2 separate regions of the Mus musculus genome follow, and region 1 is linked to region 2. The links are chromatin contacts, called in public promoter capture Hi-C maps. All regions are on one chromosome and are shown on one strand. The core of a region is the stretch at or near the end of the contact, and the rest is flanking DNA. Distances in the headings are between cores, read along the strand shown. Region 1 holds the start of Slc15a1 (solute carrier family 15 (oligopeptide transporter), member 1). Region 2 holds the start of Farp1 (FERM, RhoGEF (Arhgef) and pleckstrin domain protein 1 (chondrocyte-derived)).

Region 1 (5,397 bases), core at 2,813-5,312, 470 kb after region 2:
TTTGTGGGATGCTTCAGTGATTTCAAGAGCCGTAGGGAAGTTAAAAATCAGAAAATCCAAGAAATTGAGAAAAGATTCTCTTCCACCTAGAGATGCTGTGGAAGTGTGAACAGCAGCACCACAGCTTAGGGGAATGACTCCATATTTATGGCTGCTTTGTGTGGTCTCGTTTACCTCAACAACAACCAAGAGGAAGTGTTTCTACGAGTTTTGGATTCTGCCCTGAGGATGTAGGATTATTCTATGGCCTTCCATAGGGAGTGAACATCTGGATAAACAGGGACTTTAGGTCCACTCTGCCAGCCCCAGAGGGTCAGAACTTCACTTTGATTCTCCCTGTCTCTACCGCCATTTTTCAAACAGCCACAAATCTACCCATCACAACAGACACATACCCGTATGTACCCAGGGGCAGGCTGGACTAATTATTACCGATTACCACAGTCTAATTTCTAGACCAAGATAGCAACGTTTTGACATGGGTAAGGGAACAAGGAGGAGAAAGTGTTGTCAGTTATGATCACTCAGAGTCACTGTAAGCTGTTATTCTCAGAGTATGGTGCTAGGGCCAGCAGCCAGGACACTATGAACATGACAATCCTTGGCTCCCACACCCCACTCCCACAGAGCCAGGACCCTAGGGGTAGTATTCATCTAGGAGATGGGGTGTGTGCTCAAGACAGAAGCCAGTCTAGGGATGGAGCACAATTGGCATTATGCTTGCTTAGCATGGGCAAAGTCTTGGATTTGATTGTGCACACCACACAAAATGGGTGGTGCACATCTATAATCCCAACAGTTGGGAAGCAGAAGCAAGAAGATCAGAAGTTTAAGATCATTTTTCAGCTATGAAGCATTAGAATCATGATTCTGTCATCTCAAAATAAACAAACAAGAAGATAAAAGTGAACTTAGAGATTGTCAGCAAGAGCCAGGCCTCAGCTCCCATTTCCAAGTCTCCAAGGGATACTGGCAGCCCATGGCTCACTCCCAGGTTGGAGCAGGACACCAGTTTCCTGGGCACTTTGGCCCTGCACTTTGATTGAGAATAGGGAAGGACTTTTAAATGGCCGGGAGGGAGGCACCTGCAAGGCTGGCTCATCTTTTCACACCCAAGCAAGAGGATGACTTGGAGACACTCCCAAGGCACATAAACAAGGCTGAGATCAGAGGAAGGCATGCAGCAGAGCATGATTTGCTAAGGAAGCCGACTTCTCAGCCCTGGGAGCTGGAAGGGAGTTTCCTTCAAGGAACTTGACTCTTGTACCCAGTCCTCAGAGTCAAGTACTTGAGGGAACAGCAGCCATAGTTTTCGAGGCTAGAGTGTGAAATGTGTATTTTAGCCCCATCAAACCCAGCACAGCCTTTTGCTAAGTTTTAAATAAGAGGAATTTAATAACAGGAAAGAGATTATGTCTTAGAAAGCTTTAATGAAAGTCTCCTCAGCCTCCCAAAGGTGCTGTGGCTGCTCTCTCCTCCTTGAGGCCTCTCCCAGCCTGGGAGAGTTTTTGTTATTCAGAGACTTCTTTCCAGCAGACAGCCCAAGAGATCAGTGAGCCAACAGCCTCTCTTTCATCACCCATATCTTCAGGCAAAGTTCAGAGGCTCGGGGCTGCCTCCAGCTCAGGAGCCAAGAGTGATATATATTGTTTTTAAATAATTGAAAAGATTGAAGGCTGTTTTGTGAGCACATAGAGAAATATATAAATGCCAGGTGTGTTGGCTCACACTTGTAATCTCAACACTTGGAAGGTTGAAGCAGGAGGATTGCTATGAGTTTGAGGCTAGTCTGGGCTGCATAGTTCAGGTCTCAACCAGCCTGAGCTACAGAATAAGACTTTGTCTCAAAAACAAAGATGGCTCTGGTATGTGCACACACACATACACAATCAGTAAATAAAATTCAATAAAAATTTAAAAGGAATATTTTTTAAAAAAGACAATTAAAGGTGAAAAGGAACCATACACAAGTTGACATCAACACCTGTAACTGGTTTTATTGGGACAGCTCCACCTACATGTTTACTGAGTGTCTGAGGTTGCTTCTACACCAAGGACAGAGCCCAGGAGAGTGCTGGTCTCTACTTAAAAACAAGTCAAATGGGCTGGCGAGATGGCTCAGCGGGTAAGAGCACTGACTGCTCTTCCGAAGGACGAGAGTTCAAATCCCAGCAACCACATGGTGACTCACAACCATCCGTAAAGGTATCTGACGTCCTCTTCTGGTGCATCTGAAGTCAGCTACAGTGTACTTATGTATAATATCCTGAGCAAGCAGGGACTGAGCACGTGGGGTTAACCGGAGCCAGCAGAGGTCCAAAAAAATTCAATTCCCAACAACCACATGAAGGCTTACAACCATCTGTACAGCTACAGTGTACTCACATACATAAAATAAATAAATAAATCTTAAAAAAAAAAAGTCAAAATTTAAGATTTCAACCATGGGTGTTTAGGTTCAGTCATGGGTGCCCACATCCCATTTACTGCATAGTCTGTGGGTGCCATGTCTGTCTCTCTCCTTCCTAGTCATTCATTACTTCGTCCCCTGGATTCCCAGGGGGAGTGAGGTCCCTGGCATGAACCACACAGGAGGAAGTCAGTGGCTCAGGGCACCCATTTCTCTAAGAACTGCTTCCTGCTCCTTCCATTCCACAAGTATTCCTAGGGTTACAGTCTATCACATGGCACCTGAAACAATTCTGACGAGCTCTAACTGCCAACCATTGTTTTCACCAGGGGGAGTCACTATAACTTTTAATTATCTTTTCCATTTCCTTGCTCTTGATATTGAAAAGCTGAGACATCCACAAATCAAAGCCTGATTTGATTACAAGTCACTGGTCCCTATTCCCATGCCAAGCAAAACTCCAGCAGAGGACCAGTTAGTTCAATAAGGAAACACCCATTGCTTTGGAACACTATGCGTCCAACAGTTCTGTATTCTTTTCTTCCCACCAGAGCTATCTGTTAGAAGGGCAAAATGCATCTCACACAAAGCAGATCCTGTGGTAACTTGGGGACCTGGCATCAGAGTCCAATACAAGCATCTTAAGGCGGCTCTCTGCAAGGTACAAGCGGCAGCCGGGAGGGGGATCCGGAGCCCCTCTTAGAAGCTGGGTGCAGTATGTAGTCTGATGCTGTTCATCTCAAATGACATGAGAAATCTGTTCCGAACAGCAATTTGCTACAGCCAAAGTTCAAGGTGTGACTCACTCCCTTGCTGCTACTTCTCAAACTCCTGCTGTGACCCAGGGGGTCACCAGGCCCCCATGGGCGCTCTGTACTGAGGCAGGAACAAAAGGCTAGCAAGGGGCAACATGAACACGATGCAGGGAGACCAAGCTGGAGCTCTGCTGCCAGTGTCCATGAAGCCCGAGAAGCAGGGGTTGGCCATCAAAGCGGAATTTTGGGGGAGTCAGCTTGTTACCCCAGCTTTAGGGGGACCGGTGGCCTCAAGGTCTGTGGTTCTAAGTTACTCCCAGAGGCAGCTTACTTTGAAGCAGGGCAGGCACCGAGCTGCCTCTTAGTTCATAGGCTGATACTCCTACTCTCGTCTCGTGTGCCTTTTCTGAGGACAGCAGTAGAACCAGGAACGGTACAGAGAGGCGCCAGGGATTCCCATGAGAATTCCAGGGTCACCCTCTTTGCTAGAGGCAAGCACAGAACCAAAGTTCCATGTTGCGCCCTGAGGCCCCCAGTACGCCCTTCCTGCCATCACCGGCAGAAAGCACTCAACTCCAAGGCCACAGACACTTGGCACCGAGAGAATGAAAACCCGAGAGTCTAAGAGGTAGGAGGGCGGAGAGTAGTGCGTTTATTCCCCCAACCTTGGCGTCTGACCACCTCGGAGGAAACGTCAAGAGTGGCTACCTCCTGCCCAGGTTTCCAGCCTCCAACCAGTCGGTTCCCTGCGGCCAGTGAGGAGTCGTTCCCTATCCCCCGGTGGCACCTGCTCCGCAATCTCCCTGCGACAGAAGTGTCCCTGATCCCGACGACCCCGCCCCAGCTGCCCGTGCTCACGTACCCATTGTGGTGGCTCCAAGGCTCCGGACGGGCGACTGGCAAGCAGGAGTTCAGCCTCCCTTACTTTGTTTCCAGGCCCTGCCCAGCTGGCTACCTGTGTGACTGTAGGAGTGCAAGGCGGGGCCGGCTGGGCTCCACCCTTGAAGGAACCGAGGCTAACATCGCTTAACCCTGCTGCAGGATACCTGTCCCTAGGACGCTGGTCCCAGACCCTCTGGAGCAGGACAGATGAAGCTGTCCCAAGTAACGGGGTGGGCGTAGGGGGAGGTGGTGGCAGGGATCTGGGGCCACGGACTCCCTTTGTGAGTGGTCACTAGGAGGCTTGATTGATCCGGTTGATCTGTGGTTGATAAGCGGGTCGCCAGGCACCATGCTAGGACTTACTGAGTCAAGAAAGCAGGACTTGCATGTTTGGCAGTCTAAAGGGCTTGGGCCGCCGCTGGGATCCCACTTAACAAACAACAGCTCAGAGAACCGCTCTACCTTGTTTGGGGAAGCATAAAGGGACTATAGCAGTTTGTGTCTGTGTCCTTGAACTTGCTGTGCAGCCAGAGACCTAGCGTCCTGACCCTCCTGCATCTCTCCTCCCCAGCTCTGCGATTACAAGATTGTAATACTTGGCCTGGCCATTTTTCTGCTTTCTGGTCAGCCTTGAAGAAGTTAAGGCTCTGGATGTTTACAGGGGAGCATTAAAGATGGGACATGAAAATGGGTTTCAATCATTTGTTTATTTATTCATTTATTTATTGAGAAAGAGACTGCCTCCCCAGCCTCAGCTCATCTACCATCTCAATTTCTCTGTTTCTTCCTCCCCAGTGCTCAGTTATCCCTCTCACACCCCACAGTTGTCTTTGTCCGTGTGATGTATACAGTATTCAGTGACCATCCTGAGCATTAAGTACATTCACCAACATCGTCCCGGCTACAGAACTTCATCTTCCAAGCTGAAGCTCCGTGGCCTTTAAACAACAGCTCTGCCGTGGCTTCCCCAGTCTCTGGTTGTCAATACTTTACTTCTTGAGTCAGACACCCCCACCCCGACCACCAGGTGTCTTGTGTGGGCAGACTGTGCAGATCCTCTGTTCTGTGGCTTCTTCCAGTTAGCAAAGTGTTCTCCAGGCTCAGCCATATTCTTGCATGGGTCAGAACACCCTTTAAGGGTTGATGAGTCTTCCACATTCGCTTTGTTTATTCAATCACCTGCCCTTAGGAACTCCCAGCCACCCTGCTGGGAGGTGGGGGTGGGGGTGGAGCACAGGAAGCCCTTTCTCAAAGGCAGCGGCCCTGCCTTCCCTGACTTTTGGGAGGAAGACGCTCCTTTTACCCTTGAACTGTTGCTACTCCCAGGGTAACAGCTGAGTTCGCTGAAAG
Region 2 (4,951 bases), core at 2,033-4,532:
GTGAGAGAGAGAGAGAGAGAGAGAGAGACAGAGACAGAGACAGAGACAGAGACAGAGAGAGACAGAGACTGAGACCAGGGTCTCATTATTTAGGTCATGCTGGTTTGAAACTGACTATAGTGACCAGGCTATACTCAAACTCACAGAGATCTGGCTGCTTCTGCCTTGGTAGTGTTAAGATCAGGGCACATGCCACCATATCCACCTGTTTCTGTTTTGAAAGATTTATTTATGTGTACATGCAGAAGAACTGGAATGGAAAGCAGTTGACTGATGTGGGTGCTGCTCACTGACCTCAGGTCATTTGCAAGAACAGTGCATGCTCTCCACAAAGAAAATAATTGTGGGGGGGGGGGCGGAGGGAGGGAGACAGACAGACAAGATGTCCCTATGAAGTTCAGGCTGATGTTTAACTTGCCACCCCTTGGAAGCCTCTTCCTTCAAGTGGAAACATCCCCCCAGGCAGGGGGAGGGGGCATCTTTTGAAACTCAGGAAGTAAACAAACCTCACAGGTCTGAGAAGCTGACCTTGGGGGGAAACTAGCAGCCCCCATGCTTGTCAGGAGCTTCTCCCACCAGTCCTGTGCAATGTCCTGTAAGTACTGTGGTTACCTGTGCTGGGGCAGGCTCTTTGGTAACACAGCTACTCTGGGGCCATGTCTTTGCTCACCCACACTCTTGCTAGTTACCCCAATACATTCTCATTGGCTCCCCAGGTTGCGCTGTGGTACCGTTGTGACTTTGGCCTGTTTCCTTTCTGGGCAGAGTGGCCCTGTGCTTTGTGTCTCCCCAGGAAATGTCTGTCACAGAAAAGCACCCTCTTGCCTCATCCTTCGATGTACTAGAACTATCAGCATGAATCACTTTTTAAGAGATAAAATAATAAAAGGGTTAATAATAGGTGACTAAGTAACTTCACCCACGGCTTAGAACATCCTAAGTATATTCTGAACTCGAGAGGCAGATGTGATTTGCTACGACAAGAGACACCTTGGTTATAGGGGCTGAAGTGATAGCGACAAATCTAATTGAGTGAATTCTGTGCCATGGAGGGGCTCTGAGCATGGAGGGGCTCTCGTCCTAATCTCCATAGTGATCGTCTTCCCACCAGCTCCTCCTCAGACTTCTGGCTCCCTCGGATTGCCTCCAAAACCAGTTACCTTCTTAGTTATTATTAATGCTGAGATAATAAAACAGCATGGCCAGAGCCTACAGGATGGCTCAGTGGGGTAAGGGTGCTTTGGTGCTCGGTACCAATCCTGATGATGCACATTTGATTCCTGGAACCCACTTGGTGGAAGGAGAAACCACTCCTACAAGTTGTCCTCTGACCTTCACATACATGCATGGTGGCATCTACATCCCGACATACAAAGACCCAATAAATAACTCTGAGAGCAAAACCAAACTGGTCATATCCTAGACACTCAAGTCAGTTGAACCAAACACTAAATGTAGAAAAAGGGGATCTTCGGTGAGGGTGGACTGGGGAAATGTTATGGTTTGCCTTTTTGGTACTATATTGCTTTAGTCATGGGACACAGCACATGTCTGCCAACACAGTCCCCGGACCAACCAAAATACATCACCCGGAATGTTTGAAACAGACCGATACAGAATCCGAACTGGGACAAGATTCCCAGGCGATTCCACAGCATCAGAGGTTGTTAGTAAAGCCAGGCTGCACACTGGGAATAACCTGTAATAACTTTAAACCCATCCATGTCATGTCCCAACCTCAGAAATCAGTCTGGCCACTGTCTTCTTATCCTGTGAAGAGACTCTGAACCTGTGGTCGGTTCCCCATTATAGCGGTTCTTAAGGTGTGATAATTGCTTGAATTTGCTTTCCTTTACTGGGCCTGGTGGTTCAGACCGAAATCCTAATGCTTAAGAGGTAGAGGCACGAGGACCAGTCTGGGCTACATGAGGAGACTTTCTGGGGAGGAGTGGGAGAGGAATTTAAAATCGAGTGCTGCTGCTCTTGGTGGCAGTTTGACCACTACACTTAAGAAAATTACTGGCTGAAAATAGCTCACCCATACTTGTAAAGCCACACACAGTTTGGCCACAGAGCTAGCTTCCAACCCACCCATGATTCTCTCTAGCAAATCGCCCAAGGCCTGTCTGGTTCCCCAGAGGCCAGAGGGATTTTGCAGCATGCAAGAAACAGCCCCAACCCTCCGCAGACTGCTTTTGACTCCCATGACTTACAGGTGCCCCTCTCTGATAATCAAGCTTTCATGTCTTCAGCCTCCCTCCCTAGCCACAGAGACAATTTCACTTGGTTAAGTTCAGTTGTAGCTCCGTTGTAGTTGCGACTGAGGTCAGTGAACTCCTCCAGGGTGGAAAATGACCGGAATCTGAGCCAAATTGGCTCTAGGGGCGGGTCCACACTAGCCTCTGGATCCGGCAGAACAAGGCTTTCCTGTGTTCCATACGGTCAGTGGCCCAAGATCTTTCCCAGACAGAGACAGGGAAGAAGGACGAAGGAAAAATGGCACCTAGTGGGTGGGGATAGTGATTGAAAGTCACCTAGTATCGTGGGCCTTCTGATCATGAATCTTCCGACTATATCACCAAGTTCTGGGGGAAAAAAAAACGGAATCAAATAACTGCAAGTCATTCTAAATCTCGCCACACTAAGCAGGGCATTCTGCTGTCCCTGGTCGGAGAGAGGTGGGGTTGGGCACTGTCCTGGGATTCGCTCAGGTGGTGGGCACTGAGCCCGAGCAGCATCAGAGGTGGCACCTGTGTCTCTGGCATTGAATACCGCGCCGCTTAGGGTGGTGCCGGAAGCCTGCGCTAGTGGCCTGGAAGGGGTGGGGGGCGGAATTCGTGGGTCTTTGTAAAACGCTTTCCACGTGATGTCGTAGTTCTCTGTCAGGCTTCCAAAGGCGACCTGCGGAGTCAGTGCCACGAATCTCCCTCCGGGCCTCCGCATCCCGCTGGACACCAGCGACTAGCGCTCGCGTCTCCGCGGTGGCGCTTCTTCCCGCTCTTGGCTTGGTGGTGCAGCTCAGACACCAGCTCTTGCCACACGCCCAAGTAAGGCACAGCTCCAGGGTGGCGTGGCCCTGCCCACGGTCCACCTTTCTGCGCACCTGCCTCCGGGGCGGGGCGGAGCGGGGCGGGGCCGCTGTGCGGGCGCAGGTCACGGCTCGGACGCTGGAGGGGGCTGTGGCTCTCCGCCGTCCCCAGGCTGTGCCCAGGCTCCCCCTGCCGAGGGCTCGGCCCAGGCCCTGGGAGGGGCAGTGGTGGCCCTCATTTCCCGCTCAACAGCCTCGGAGGCGGCTGGTCCCGGCGCGGGCGCAGCGGCTGCGGGGAGCGGGGAGCCCGGAGAAGGTGCGGGGCGGGGACGCGGCCACCGCCCGCTCTGCGCCGCTCCTCCCCACGCGAGTGGCGCTCGGGCCGGGCGTCGAGGCGGCCGCGGCGACCCGGAGCTCGCTCCCCACCCACCCCGCCTGCTCCGCCCTCCCCTCCGCCCCGCGCCACCTTTGATGGCTCGGACCTCGGCCGGCCGCCGCCTGCCTAGCTCGCGCGCCCGCCGCCCGCGGGGACCCCTCGCTCGCCGCCGCCGCGCCCTCGCCAGCCTTGCAGCCCGCAGCCCGCAGCCCGGACCCGGAGCCACCGAGGTAGGAGGCGTGCGGCGAACAATGACCGCGGCGGGAGGGCGGCCGCCTGGGTGGACCGGGCCGCGGCGGCAACTTGTGCGAGTCCCCGCGCTCGCGGCCCTGGGCGCCGGCCGAGCTGGCTGCGGAGTCCACGGGAACGGTCCTTTTTGTAGCCGGCGGCCGCAGGCCCCGCAACAATAGCAGAAGCCACGGTTCCTCGGGCACCGGTGGAGCTCACCTCCGCGGACCTGGGCTGCGGGGCTCTGAGCTCGTGGGTTCTCCCCAGCTTGGCTTCCTCTCCTTGGGCGCCCCTCCCCCGCTTCCTCCCATCCCACCCTGCCGGGTGACAGCGCCCCCGACGCCTCTTCCGGACCTCAGGCTGCAATCTCGGCTCTGGAGGTCCGTCTCCCGGCAGCACGGGTGCCGCCGTGCCGCCGGGTCACTGCATCTCGCCCACGGGCGGCGAGAACCTCCCGGTGGGTGACAAAGAGGAACACGCCCTCTTAAGTTAGATCTTGTTTCTCTTTACTCTCTGCCTTATGGAGGGGGAAGTTTCCCCCTCCCTTTTTAAAGCACAGGATATATATTATTATTTTTGTGTGGGGGGACGGGGAGTTCAGAACTTCTGATTGTGATTTTTTACGATTTAAGTTCGGAAAACTTTAGCCTTGTGATCCATCCGGACCCCGGTGAGTCTTAGACCTAGGGGTCGTGGAGGAGTACCAGATTCCTTGTTGGGACCCGGAAACCACGGCTGGCAGGGATTTTCTAGAGTCCCCCTAGAAAATAGGGAGGTAGGGCTCACAAAGGAACGAGGTTTGAGACGTGCTGGTGAAGATGTGGGAGCGAATAACTGCCTCTCATCTGGAACAGTTTACCAGGCTCAGCTTCTCCTCCCCTCCCCGGCTCCGGCTCCGGAGTTCAGTGGCCTCCGGCTGTTTCATTTATTTTTGTTTCAGCCTTCCTCCGTGCTAGTTTACCGCGTTTGACAACCTTAAACCTGGCCCCTGCCCATGGTTTACCCTCCAGACTTCCAATCCCTCCCTTAGTAGGCAGCGTTTTCTGACCATAACCTCGACCCAACGATGGGCCATGTTTAATGTGCTTTGCACGTGGGGACTTGGCCAAGCCCACTTCAGAACATTCCCCTAGCGTTGTCTTACTTCTCTTTTTCTATCTGAACAAGGAATGGAGAAAGAGGGGGAAAGCCTTTTGGATTATGAAAGCTTTAGTTGAGGAGTTGCCTTTAAAAATTGGTTTGGTGTTTTGAAAGCTAAGGTGGGGCCCTTTTCAAATCCCTGTCGTCTTTCCCCTCAGCCCCACATTTCTTGCTGGCAT

The links. Promoter capture Hi-C pulls out the DNA fragments that hold promoters and counts their contacts.
Region 1: a promoter capture Hi-C map of embryonic stem cells shows a contact between it and region 2, with 4 times the contacts expected there. The contact joins the promoter of Slc15a1 here to the promoter of Farp1 in region 2. A contact is called at or near these places in 4 of 39 promoter capture datasets (embryonic stem cells, hippocampal neurons, liver and 1 more), 1 of 484 Hi-C or Micro-C datasets (embryonic stem cells), 1 of 115 datasets of contacts at active chromatin or transcription factors (embryonic stem cells) and 1 of 9 other capture datasets (embryonic stem cells).

What each region holds. Positions count from the first base shown.
Region 1 is chr14:121,501,192-121,506,588 of GRCm38.p6, forward strand. Slc15a1 (solute carrier family 15 (oligopeptide transporter), member 1) reads right to left here and starts at 4,063. Exons shown (of 23, transcript NM_053079.2): 1 at 4,028-4,063. The coding sequence starts at 4,031.
Region 2 is chr14:121,032,292-121,037,242 of GRCm38.p6, forward strand. It overlaps Farp1 (FERM, RhoGEF (Arhgef) and pleckstrin domain protein 1 (chondrocyte-derived)), which reads left to right and starts at 3,283. Exons shown (of 27, transcript NM_134082.3): 1 at 3,283-3,634.